Linked DNA regions of Sus scrofa: regions 1, 2 and 3 are each linked to region 4. The links are chromatin contacts, called in public HiChIP or PLAC-seq maps. All regions are on one chromosome and are shown on one strand. The core of a region is the stretch at or near the end of the contact, and the rest is flanking DNA. Distances in the headings are between cores, read along the strand shown. Region 1 holds the start of RPRD2 (regulation of nuclear pre-mRNA domain-containing protein 2). Region 2 holds the start of C4H1orf54. Region 3 holds the start of PRPF3 (pre-mRNA processing factor 3). Region 4 holds the start of CTSK (cathepsin K).

Region 1 (2,878 bases), core at 374-2,873, 340 kb after region 4:
ACCGGGAAGCCCGAAGCGTTTTGGGCAGTATTTCTTTCCATTCCCCAGTCTTCCCTTCCCTAGTCACCCCCAACACTCACATCTCCGGAGCCACTTCATCCAATGGTAGACGATGGTAGTGTGGTGTTTCTTGTTCTCTATACACCAAGACGACAAGCCTTGAATAGATTCCATGGTGTTAGTTACCGACTGGAATTTTCGATCCAACGAGGACTCCAGAGCCCCTGCTGAAGAGGCCGACGAGGAGGAGGCCTTACTGCTGCCTCCGCCGCCGCCGGCCGCCATCTTCCCAGTTTGCACAAGCGCTGCTGCTCCTCTGGCGGCCGCGGCGGCGGCGGCGGCGGCGGCGGGAGCCGGCAAAACAATCACTGCGAGTGCGTGAAAGCCGCAGGTGGGGAGGGAGGCCAGGGGGTGGAGATGGTGCACGCGCTAGGCTCTTCTGGAGGTAGGACGGGAGGACCAGCTGCTGGGCACGCTGGTGGCTCCTACACGTTGCAAGGAGGGGCTGCGGGTTTCGAAGGTTTATCAAAATTGTTCAAAGGATTGTGTTTAAACCAGTCAGTAATCTCGGAAGAAACGCAGAAAACACGTCCTGCAAAGCCTTTTCTAAACGCCTGGCCCAGAAATTAATGGTTTTATACTCTTCGGCTCTCAATGCTTAAGCCCCTTCCCCACACTCCTCTAAGAACGGGCGTTAATATCTTACAGTTAATACTACCCGACTGCCCCTTCAGCTGCAGAAATCTCTCTCCCCTTTAGGTCCTCTAACACAGGAAAGGCCCAAGGCTACCTAGTCAGGATTTTTTTTGCAACGCAATAGCAGCAAAGGGACAGCAACAGTATCGCGCACGCGCTGCTTGGCTCCGCCCCCCCGCTTCCTTCTCAACCTAGAAAGCGGAGGGAGGCGTGATGGCGGGGCAACCTGGCCAATCAAGGGAGAGGAACGAGAAGCGCGCGCAGAAGCCCACAAGCCCCAAGGGCTAAGGAGACACTCCGATTATTTGTGCGCCTGCGCAATAAGCCAGCGTGTAGCGGGTTGGGAGGAGAAACCTGGAGGGGAGGGTGAGGGAGTTGGTCAAACTAAGGAGAGGTTGGGGGAGGGGCTTCACCGCTCCACCCGGCGTTTTGCTTCCTAGCGAGGTCTCTCTCGGAGCAGTCCAGCTCACACAACAGGGCCGAGAAACTCCCACCGCTTAGCAGCCACTGTTACGTTCTGGCACCTGCAGCTACCGCCGCCGCCGCTGCTGGCAACTCCTTGGGGCATGGAACGCGACAAAGTACCTGGCAGCCATTTTGCCGTGTCTCAGACGATGCGCATGCGCCAGCTCCCTTGCGCCATTCACTACGCAGACTCCCAGACCGAGCAATATTTTACACTCTCCTTGGACAATACCATTTACAGCCACTTGACGTTGGATTATAGGGAAAGGAAGTAAATGAAGTGAAACGGAAAATTTCCCTGTAGAATTTGAGACGAGAAAAGAATAAAAGGCGAAGTAATCGCACCTTCACCAATTATGGTACAGTTTCATAACTGCATGAAACATAGTTTCCAAAAGACTTAGATATCTATTGTATTGATTAGCACAACCTAGATTAACCATGCCATCCCATTTTCCTATGTAAATCATCTGGACAGATTTGGAGGCTCCTGTGTTCCACTAAACACGTGTAATTATTGTATTTTAACTCTTTCACTCTCCCTAGTAGACTCAGGTTTCTTGAGGCGAGGAACCTGTTTTGTCAAGCTCAAATCTAGTATTTGTTAATTCAACAAAAAGTTGTCGAACGTCTTATGTCAAGTACAGTTTTAGACGTGGGGGAATACAGCAAAATGACAAAGTCCCTTCCCTCCAGGGCTTAGTGGCAGGAGACCATAAAAAATACATATATCAGGAAGTAATAATTTCTCTCAAGAAGCATGAAGCAGGGTAAGGGAGAGGAAGGGCACTGCACATATAACACTGTAAGAGAATGGGAGTGAGAGTTTGGTGATCAAGGATGGCTTCTGGTAGTAAGTGATACTTGATGTGAATGTTGAGAACAAGGCAACCAAGCAAATATGGGAAAGGGGGAAGAAAACATGGTGGCAGACAGAACAGCAAGTGTAAAGGACCTAATACAGGAATGTTTTGATACCTTAGAGGGAAAACAAGGAGGCCACTGTGGCTAGAGAAGAGTAAGAGAGGCGTCAAGTGGTAGAATATGAGATCTCAGAGATGAAGGAAAAGAGTTCACATAGACCCTGGAAGGCCACTGGAAGGACTTTGGCTTTTAACGTTGAGTTGGGGAGCAATTTTAAGCAGAGTGTTTTTAAGAAGAAAAGTTACATCGCATTCTTTTTAAAAGATCATGTTGGTTGTTGTGTGGAAAATAGATTTTGGGGAGTTCCCCGGAGCAGCAGAAATGAATCTGACTAGGAACCACGAGGTTGTTGTGTTCCTTCCCTGGCCTGGCTTAGTGGGTTAAGAATCTGGCTTTGGGAGTTCCCATCGTGGCTCAATGGTTAGTGAATCCGACTAGGAACCATGAGGTTGTGGGTTCGATCCCTGGCCTTGCTCAGTGGGTTAAGGATCCGGCGATGCCATGAGCTGTGGTGTAGGCTACAGACTTGGCTCAGATCCCGCGTTGCTGTAGCCACTGCTACAGCTACGATTAGACCCCTAGCCTGGGAACCTCCATATGCTGCGGAAGCGGCCCAAGAAATGACAAAAAGATAAAATAAAATAAATAAAAATAAAAGAATCTGGCTTTGCCATGAGCTGTGGTGTATGTGGCAGACGTGGCTCGGATCTGGTGTTGCTGTGGCTGTGGTGTAGGCCAGCAACTGTAGCTCTTATTAGACCCCCAGCCTGGGAACCTCCATATGCCTCGGGTG
Region 2 (3,072 bases), core at 504-3,003, 420 kb after region 4:
CCCTGCCTCTGCACCTCTAAACCCTTATCAGTCTTCTGGGCTCCATATCTGTGTCAAGGCCTGTTACTCAGTGCTCTTTCCATTTGGGAACCCCCAGAATAGAAAACGGGTCCCTCCACATACTGTAACCCAAACTAATCCTAAAAAAGGAAGGAATCAGAGACCAGAAATTAAGAAAGAACTCCAAATGTACTCCTCAGTATACTCCAGGCCTATTATATTTGTGAAAGACTTTCTCTTATCAGTGTCTTCCACAACTAATTCTCTCTCTCTCCCCCCTCTCCCTCTCCCTCTCCCTCTCCCTCTCTCTCTCTCTCTCTCTCTCTCTCTCTCTCTCTCACACACACACACACACACACACACACACACACACACACACAGCCTTAGGCTTATGTTTTACTGTGGTTTTTTTCTGGCTGTGCCTGCAGTATATGGAGGTTCCCAGGACAAGGATCAAACCCACACCACAGCAGTGTCATTGCACACGGCTGCAATGACAACGCCGGGTCCTTAACCCCACTGTGCCACAAGAGAACTCCACGGTGAAATTTGTGTTTTGTTTATTTGTCTTTTGTCATTTTAGGGCCGTACCTGAAGCATATGGAAGTTCCCAGGCTAGGGGCTGAATTGGAGCTACAGCTGCCTGCCTACACCACAGCTCATGGCAACGCCGGATCCTTAACCCACTGAGTGAGGCCAGAGATCGAACCCAAATCCTCATGGATCCTTGTCAGGATCGTTAACTGCTGAGCCACAAAGGGAAGTCCCCAAAATTTAGGTTTTATTGTGGGTTTTTTTCTGGTTTCTGAACTCGGGTTTTTGTTCCAATTTTACCTCTAACTCTGGAATATCTCTGAACAAGCCGTCTAACATCCCTTTTCTTAAAATGAGTCAGCTGGACTAAATGATCTGGCTGCATTAGCTTTTCCTTTCTAGGACTAAAAATATGCATCTTTGGTATGGTTTGGTCATGAACTCTAGGCCTCCTGCTAAACATTTCCCTAAGCTCCTTGAAAGCTCTCTCTTACCCCAAGCAATGACACAGGAATCTGGAGGAAAGGCAAACAATGAGAGCACCTGGCAGACGGGGAACAAAAGAGGGAAGGAGCCAAGCTACTTTGGGGACCCCGTCCCTGAAGGCAGCCAGTACTCGTTATCCTTAAGGCCACTCCTTCTGTGTCTTTACTAATACAAGGAATTTTTTTTTTTTTTCCTCCAACTTGATGTGAAAGAAGATACCCTGGCTTCCCTCTCTAGTTTCAGACTGCCCCACCTTCAAAGAGTCTACCTCTCTCCACTCTCACTTTGGTCTTTCTCATCTCGTTCAATTCCGTGGTGATGGTGAGTTGAGCTCACTCTTATTAGGACTTCCCCATGGCTGGGCTCCATCCCCATCAGCTGCCTCTTCTTTGACAAGGCTCTGCTTTCCTCTCCCATGCCTGGCTCTAATTTCCAGTTCCCCCCTCTGCCCCAAATATCTAACACACTCGAGAGCACGTTAATCACTCCTTATTAACTTCTTACCTCCCACCCTCCCCTCATTTTCTTTTCTCCCATCCTGCTTATTGTAGAAGACCTGGCCCAAAAGCTCAGAGAGAGATGTGAACTTACCCAGGATGAGTGGCACGGCAAGGATGGCTACAAAGAGGACATCCATTCTGGATTCTTCACTATTGCCTTGCAAGTAAAAAAGGAAGTTACAGCGTTTCCCACCAAACATTCCCCGCCTCCGGCCCTCCCCCAAGGCAAGGAGGGAGCTGCAGCAACTCTTCTCCCAGGGGGCTGGGGCATTCCCTGCCCACTTGCTGACTGACTAGAACTTCAGTTACTACCGCCAGGGTTCTGAGCCAGAGCTCCACAGATCAAGAGAGGCAAAGTGAATTATTATTATTTTTTTCTGTGTTTTGTCTTTTTAGGGCCCCACCCTCCTCACATGGAGGTTTCCAGGGTAGGGGTCAAATTGGAGCTGTGGCTGCCAGCCTACGCCACAGCCACAGCAACTCGGGATCCTAGCCTGTCTTCCACTTACACCACAGCTCAAGGCAATGCTGGATCCTTAAACCACTGAGCAAGACCAGGGGTGGAATCTAAGTCCTCATGGATACTAGTCGGGTTCGTTAACCACTCAGCCACACAGGGAACTCCCAAGAGGCAAAGTGAATTTTGATGGAAACGTGTTCATCGAGCTCCCCCAGCCCTACATAGACTAGATTCATTCAGGACTCCTGCTGCCATTTCCAGAAAACAAACAAACAAACCAAAAAACCCCAACCCAAACAGAATTCTCTTATGACTCAGTAGGTTAAAGATCCTTGTTAAGTGTTTCACTGCAGCAGCTGGGGTGGCTGCTATGGTGGGGATTCCCTGGCCCAGGAACTTCTGCATGCTGCAGGTATAGTATGGCAAAACAAAACAAAACAAAACAAACAAACAAACAAACAAAAACCTCAAACCCCAAAACCCAGCCTATCAAGGAATCCCGCCCCCCCAACTCCTCTCCTTTCCTTTCTTGCTCCCAGTCCTCACAAAAAGCTCAACTTAGCTCTTACTGTCCCTAACTGTCATCACCCAGAGCTGCCCTTCTCACTGAGACTTCATCACAATCTATTTCTTCACAGTCAAAATATTCTGAGGAGAGGATGAGCATTTTTTTAAGAAAAAATTAAAAAAGAGAGAAAATTCTCTCTCTCCTCTGCTTTAGACTATGAAGTATGAGAGCAATATCAACACCATCGTCTAACTCTCAAAGCACCTGCTGCAATGCTTCTGAAAAAAAGAAAAAAAAAAAAAAAAAACAAAACCTTCAGTCAAGGCCAGTTACTTCCCCTCAGCTAAGGACTGACCTCACCTCACCTCTTTCTCAACTTTCTGCACACAGGATGGGAGAAGGGGGGAAGCAGGTAGTCTCTTTCCCTGTTCTATATGCCATACCCTTTCTCCCACTTTGTCACTTGGTGTGTTCCCTTCAATCCAACCCACAGGGTGAGTTCATTTTATGTCTCTCTGCTTTTGTATTCCCCATTTTGATTCAATTCACTTTAGGAACATTTAGTAACATATGTGCTTAGGCAC
Region 3 (2,976 bases), core at 84-2,583, 380 kb after region 4:
ACAGCAACGTGGGATCCGAGCCGAGTCTGCGACCTACACCACAGCTCACGGCAACGCCGGATCCTCAACCCACTGAGCAAGGCCAGGGATCGAACCCACAACCTCATGGTTCCTAGTCGGATTCGTTAACCACTGAGCCACGACAAGAACTCCGGTACAGTCTAATTAACTTCTGCATTCTTGGTAGGTTTATCCTCTATAAGACCTGTTGCTAAACAGTGTATTTAATTTTGGTATAACCATATGAAGCTAGTGAAGTCATGAAACTAGGAGTAAAAGATTTTGTGTCTTACTGACATGTTATATAATAAATCTATGATGGCTCTATTTACCCATCATGAGACAGCACTATAGCTTATCAATTTCAACATGCTAACTGTTCAATGCTCAAAAGAAGGGTATTCAGACAACATAGGGAGTGAAGAAAGAGCTCTTCCATTTACTAACCTTCTGTCAAGCAATTCCTCTGAGCCTCAGTTCATTCATCTTACAAAAGGAGGACAACTGCCATAGCTATCTGGCACTTAATTCATTCAGTAAGTATTTACTGCACAACAACTAAGTGTTAATGTAGTGGGATACTGCCAAGGATACATACAACAGTGAACAAAAGAGACAAGAATCCTCACCTTAGAGGGCTTATATTCCACTAGAACTGAATCATAGATTAGAAAGTTTAAGCCGTTTGAAAATCCAAAGCAATAAACGGGGTACCACTCTATAAACGAACCGTATGCCCAAGCACTATACTTATGTACTCAATTTCAACCCATTCCCTCCATAATATAACGTGCAGACTAAACAGTCAGTGGGCAAAAATCAAACTTCCAAATAGTAACTAGCTTTGTCATTAATCAGACGTTCAACAATAACTGCGTGGGGCGGGGTGGGGGTGGTTACGGTGTGGAGGGAGAGAGAGGAAGGCAGAATGATCTCAATGAGCAGGTAGCAGAATCTAATCTTCTGAAGGAATTCCTTACTTCGTGCTCTTCTTTGCTACAAGTCGAATTTCCTCCCTTAAACCCTATCCTTTGCTTTTTGCTCTCTCCATCTCTCTGACCGGACCCTTTCCCCACCTTGTTCTACCCAAACTCATCTCAGAGGTAGTCTCCTCACCCTGTCCCTTTCCCGCCCCCGCCCTTTTCCTCTCAACAATCTCATTCCAACCCGTTCTCGCACAGAACCTGGTTCTTTCCTCAGCCTCCTTTCTGTTGAACCTCCCGCCTCGGTCCTCCCTTTGGACTGAAACTTAGCCCCAGCCGCTAGGACCCGAGCATACCCTCTCTGGGCCCGGGGCCACTACTCACCTCACAAACTTCAGCCCCTGAGACGGAGCCCGAACGTTACACCGGAACCGGAAACCCTCCGACCGCCCTACGGCCTGCCGTCGCTACCGCCACGGCTGCTGCCTCGCCACGGTCCCACAACTTGTGACGAAAGAGGGCGGGGCCCCGGTTCGCGCAGCCGTAGTAGCTACTTTTCCGCGGCGGAGCGCATGCGTGGCGGAGCCGTAACGATTTCCCCCGGCAAGCTACTTGGCTCCTTCGGTTCCCCGTGCTAAACCTGTTAACTACATTAGCGCAAAATTAATGTTACCTGAAGCATAAATTGAGCTGCTTGTAGTATTCCCGTGGAGAATAAGTGCGCTAAGGCTATGGCTAGAACTAAAAGCAGAGCTTCTGCGTTTGGGCTAAACCTGGACTTTCTGGTAGGAAGTAAACTTCAGAGTAGTGATCGTTAGTATTAACCACTCTCTCCTTAGCCTTTGTCCTTAACAGTGGTGCCAAGAGACCCAGAAAACCGACTAGTGTGGGAGGAGTCTGAAGATAGTACCCTCTCACACACCTTTGTTTCTTTCTTCCATTCATTCGCAAAACAAATAATTGCTGGCAGTCTAGTACTTTTTAGGCCCCACCTGCAGCATATATAAATTCGGGTTAGGGGTTGAATCAGAGCTGCAGCTTCTGGCCTATGCCACAGCCACGCAGAATCAGAGCTAGGACTGTGACCTACACCACAGCTCAGGGCAACACTGGCTCCTTAATCCACTGGGCAAGGCCAGGGATGGAACCTGTGTTCTCATGGATACTAGTGGGGTTCTTTACTCGCTGAGCCAGGACAGGAATTCCTAATCAACCATTTTGGTCCTCAACTAATCCTTACCTAACAAGCACCTTTACTTCTTGCCAGCTCCAATTATAATTCTTTTCTTTTTTTTTCTTCCTTTTTACGGCCTAACTTGCAGAATACAGAAGTTGCTGGTCTAGAGGTTGAATCGGAGCTGCACCTGCTGGTCTGTGCCACAGCCACAGCCACACTGGATCTGAGCCGCACCTGTGTTCTACACTGCAGCTTGCTGCAACACTGGATCCTTAACCCACTGAGCAAGGCCAGTTTGATGTGGGATCAAACCCACATCCTCGTGGATACTAGTTCTTAACCCCAATTATAATTCCTCCAATTATAATTTTTAATAAACAACTTATTTAACTACCTGTAAGCTTGTAAGCCTCCCCAATTTTGTAGTCCAGCAGAACACGATTCAAGTGCTTCTTAAACCTGTGTCTCCCTCAGTAAAGAACTTATATAAAGCTAAACTCATGAAGTTCCCACTGTGGCCCAACAGGATCACAGCATCTCTGCAGTGTTGGGATGCAAGTTTGATCCCTGGCCTGGCACAGTGGGTTAAGGACCTGGTGTTAGGCTGCAGTTGGCCCAGGAACTCCATGGCTTTCCATATTACTTAGTGAAAAATGCCCTACACTCCATTACTTCTGTGATCTCACTTGTTTTTTGTTGTTGTTGTTGTACCCGAGGCATGTAGAAGTTCCTGGGTCAGGGATTGAACTCACAGCACAGCAGTGACAATACCGGATCCTTAACCACTAGGCCACGAGGGAACTCCTGTAATCTCATCTACTGCTCTTTCCTTTACTCATTCAGCTCCACAGCTACAGAATCCTGACCCCTTGTTGT
Region 4 (2,979 bases), core at 196-2,695:
TCTCATTCCTGCTAGCTCTCCATTTTTAGGAAAATTAGGAACATAGTGACTTGGGGATCAAAATGAACTTTATAGGCTTTGTGGATGAAAACTAATGCCCTTCTTAGGTCATTTCCTGGACAAATAAAATCTGTCTGGAAATCTTTAGGACTCCTTTTATGATTTGTAAATACGTATATGTGGTTGCTAGTGAAAGCAAAAAATATAGAGGATCCTTTGCCCAACCCTCAAAGAGTGGCCTCTTGGGGTTTTTGTTTGGGCCAAAGATATCAAAGGGTTAATTTACTAACAGGAAGAGAGGTTTGGGAGGTGGTAGCTCAGTACTTCCTACTCTTCAAGACATTTCAGTGCCCCTTAATACTCCAGATACTAAATGTTGTGCTGGACATTTTGTCAGTTTGCAAAGATCGCACAAAAATGGACGTAATTTGAAAATTATGCAAGCTGTGTGACTTGCTACAGACTAACTTGCGCTTAAAATGGAGGACACATAATTACAAGCCACCACAAGAAGTGAATGAAGCTAAACTTCTGAAAAGCTGTGTCTCTAATGATCATAGAACATTCCTTTTCTGTCTAACGTTCTTCTAGCAAACTTTGGTTCTGAGGTTTTTTGTCCTGTGAGGCAGATGCAGAGGGTTTTGTAGGGGTTTTGGTCGAAAAAGAAAGAAAAGCTTTCCTGCCCACAGCAGCTGGTTGAGATTAGGACAGTTTCCTGAAGAGAAAGGAGGAAGAAATACCTAAGAAGACAGAATACACCTGAGAGAGAAAAGGAAATGCTGTCAAAATTTCCCTTGTCCTCTCCTGGTAAGATCAGAAGCATCAGAATTTAGGCAAAGAACAAAAGAATGCCTAGAAATGATCAGGAAGCAAAAACTTAGCTGGAAATCTCTCCTTTGTGTATATTCTCCAACCCATTCATCCCATCCTGCATTTGTTTTTTCCATCTCCTTCAAGTCTGCATGGACATTGGAGCAGTTTTTGTGCTCATCCTGATTGTCCATTTTCTAAACCTTTTCTGGTTGTCTGTGCAAGTGTGTGTGTGTGGAATCTTCCTAGGTCAAAGTACTTGGAACCAGAGGTATCAGCACTCCATCCAAACCCAGACCCTTCCTATCACTGTTTGTTTTATCATATGGAAATCACCCTCAATTTTTCTGCTTTCCTTACAAAGCCTAGTTTTCTTCTGCCTCATGTTTCAGAGAAAGGGGTTTTTAACTTTGGGTTCATAAACTCCCCAGAATTATTGTGTGTGCATTCATTTTTCTGGTGAGAGGGACTACAGTGGGTTGCAAATTTTTGTTAGCTTCTCATGGAAGTCTGTGACCTAAAGATTAAGAATTACTGGTCTGAGAATATGGTTCCAGCTATTTCCTCATTCCCAAGCCAGGTTAGGAACCCCTTGGCAAATAGAAGTGTCTCCCCTAATTATCTCCTTCCCCCAGGATGTGGGGGCTCAAGGTTGTACTACTGCTGCCTGTGATGAGCTCTGCTCTATACCCTGAGGAGATACTGGATACCCAGTGGGAGCTATGGAAGAAGACCTACAGGAAGCAGTATAACAGCAAGGTGCCTGGGAACCTGGAGGGGAACATGGTGGGAGGGCTGGAACCTGAGACCTCCAATCCTAGGTTCCAGACTCCCTTCCTCAACCCAATACCTTAATTACCTCAAGCAAATCTGCCCCTGTTCCCTGACTATTAACATACACTTTTCTCTTTTTGGCCACACCTGTGGCATGTGGAAGTCCTGTGGGCCAGGGATTGAAACTGTATCATGGCAGTGACAATGCTGGATCCTTAACCACTAGGCCACCAGGGAACTCCTTAACATATACTTTCCATTCCTAATCCTCTATTCACCCTCCATCAAGTCTTACCCTTCCTTTTCTTTATAACTGCCTTATATTTCTCTTTCGGGAAGGCTTCTCAGATTAATGCGATTAATCCGTAAGCAGTTTTTTTTTTTTTCTATACATCTCTCTAGAGGTTTGTATCCTATTATTTGCATTTGTTTACGTATTTCTCTTTGTATGCTCTCAATCCCATGATTATTTCCCCAACTAGATTGTAAACTTCTGTGATTTTAAATTTAATCTCTTCTCCTAAAAACCTGCATGGTATTAGGTATGTAACTTTCTACACAGGATACAGTCTATGCCAATACTGACAATGCTCTGTGTAGGTGGATGAAATCTCTCGGCGTTTAATTTGGGAAAAAAACCTGAAGCATATTTCCATCCATAATCTTGAGGCCTCTCTTGGGGTTCATACGTATGAACTGGCCATGAACCACTTGGGCGATATGGTGAGTTGAGCCTCAGCTCCTGGTCTATCTGCCCTGTTTGCCTTGGTTCCTTTCTTATGCCTGGCTTCTTTCTTCTTTGTACCAGACCAGTGAAGAAGTGGTTCAGAAGATGACTGGACTCAAAGTACCCCCCTCTCATTCCCGCAGTAATGACACCCTTTATATCCCAGACTGGGAAGGCAGAACCCCAGACTCTATTGATTATCGGAAGAAAGGATATGTTACTCCTGTCAAAAACCAGGTACCCTCTTTTTTCTTGGGTGTGAGTATATAAGCTGGCATGACTGCTTCCTTTTTCTGTTTCTTTATCTTAAGGTAGGAGGACACCAGGAGAGAGGGCAAAGAATTAATTTACCTCTTCCCCTGCTAAGAGAATAAATAAAGCCTATTCTGTTATTTAACTCATCAGCATTTTTTTTTTTTTTGGCTGTCCTGTGACATGTGGAGGTCCCTGGCCAGAGATCAGACCTGACCTGAGCCGCAGCTGCAGCAATGCCAGATCCTTAACCTACTGTGCCTGGCCTGGGATTGAACCTGCATCCCAGGGTTCCCAAGATGCCACAGATCCTGTTGCTCCACAGCAGGAACACCTCATCACCTATTTTTGTACATTTAAGTTATTTCTGGTTTGTCTATTTTTATAAGTGGTATTGCTGTAAGCACCTGTGTGCA

The links. HiChIP or PLAC-seq counts read pairs in DNA pulled down with a chosen protein or histone mark.
Region 1: an H3K27ac HiChIP or PLAC-seq map of skeletal muscle shows a contact between it and region 4, with 4 times the contacts expected there. The contact joins the promoter of RPRD2 here to the promoter of CTSK in region 4. A contact is called at or near these places in 2 of 2 datasets of contacts at active chromatin or transcription factors (alveolar macrophages and skeletal muscle).
Region 2: a contact with region 4 is called in an H3K27ac HiChIP or PLAC-seq map of alveolar macrophages. The contact joins the promoter of C4H1orf54 here to the promoter of CTSK in region 4. A contact is called at or near these places in 1 of 5 promoter capture datasets (fetal skeletal muscle) and 1 of 2 datasets of contacts at active chromatin or transcription factors (alveolar macrophages).
Region 3: an H3K27ac HiChIP or PLAC-seq map of alveolar macrophages shows a contact between it and region 4. The contact joins the promoter of PRPF3 here to the promoter of CTSK in region 4. A contact is called at or near these places in 1 of 5 promoter capture datasets (fetal skeletal muscle) and 1 of 2 datasets of contacts at active chromatin or transcription factors (alveolar macrophages).

Annotation. Positions count from the first base shown.
Region 1 is chr4:98,732,983-98,735,860 of Sscrofa11.1, forward strand. RPRD2 (regulation of nuclear pre-mRNA domain-containing protein 2) reads right to left here and starts at 1,624. Exons shown (of 11, transcript XM_013988087.2): 1 at 81-1,624. The coding sequence starts at 285.
Region 2 is chr4:98,812,874-98,815,945 of Sscrofa11.1, forward strand. It overlaps C4H1orf54, which reads right to left and starts at 1,754. Exons shown (of 6, transcript XM_001924595.5): 1 at 1,612-1,754. The coding sequence starts at 1,720.
Region 3 is chr4:98,770,298-98,773,273 of Sscrofa11.1, forward strand. It overlaps PRPF3 (pre-mRNA processing factor 3), which reads right to left and starts at 1,334. Exons shown (of 16, transcript NM_001135965.1): 1 at 1,308-1,334. LOC110260326 (a long non-coding RNA gene) reads left to right here and starts at 1,476. Exons shown (of 2, transcript XR_002343444.1): 1 at 1,476-1,708; 2 at 2,246-2,497.
Region 4 is chr4:98,391,581-98,394,559 of Sscrofa11.1, forward strand. CTSK (cathepsin K) reads left to right here and starts at 1,446. Exons shown (of 7, transcript NM_214302.1): 1 at 1,446-1,569; 2 at 2,185-2,307; 3 at 2,393-2,548. The coding sequence starts at 1,447.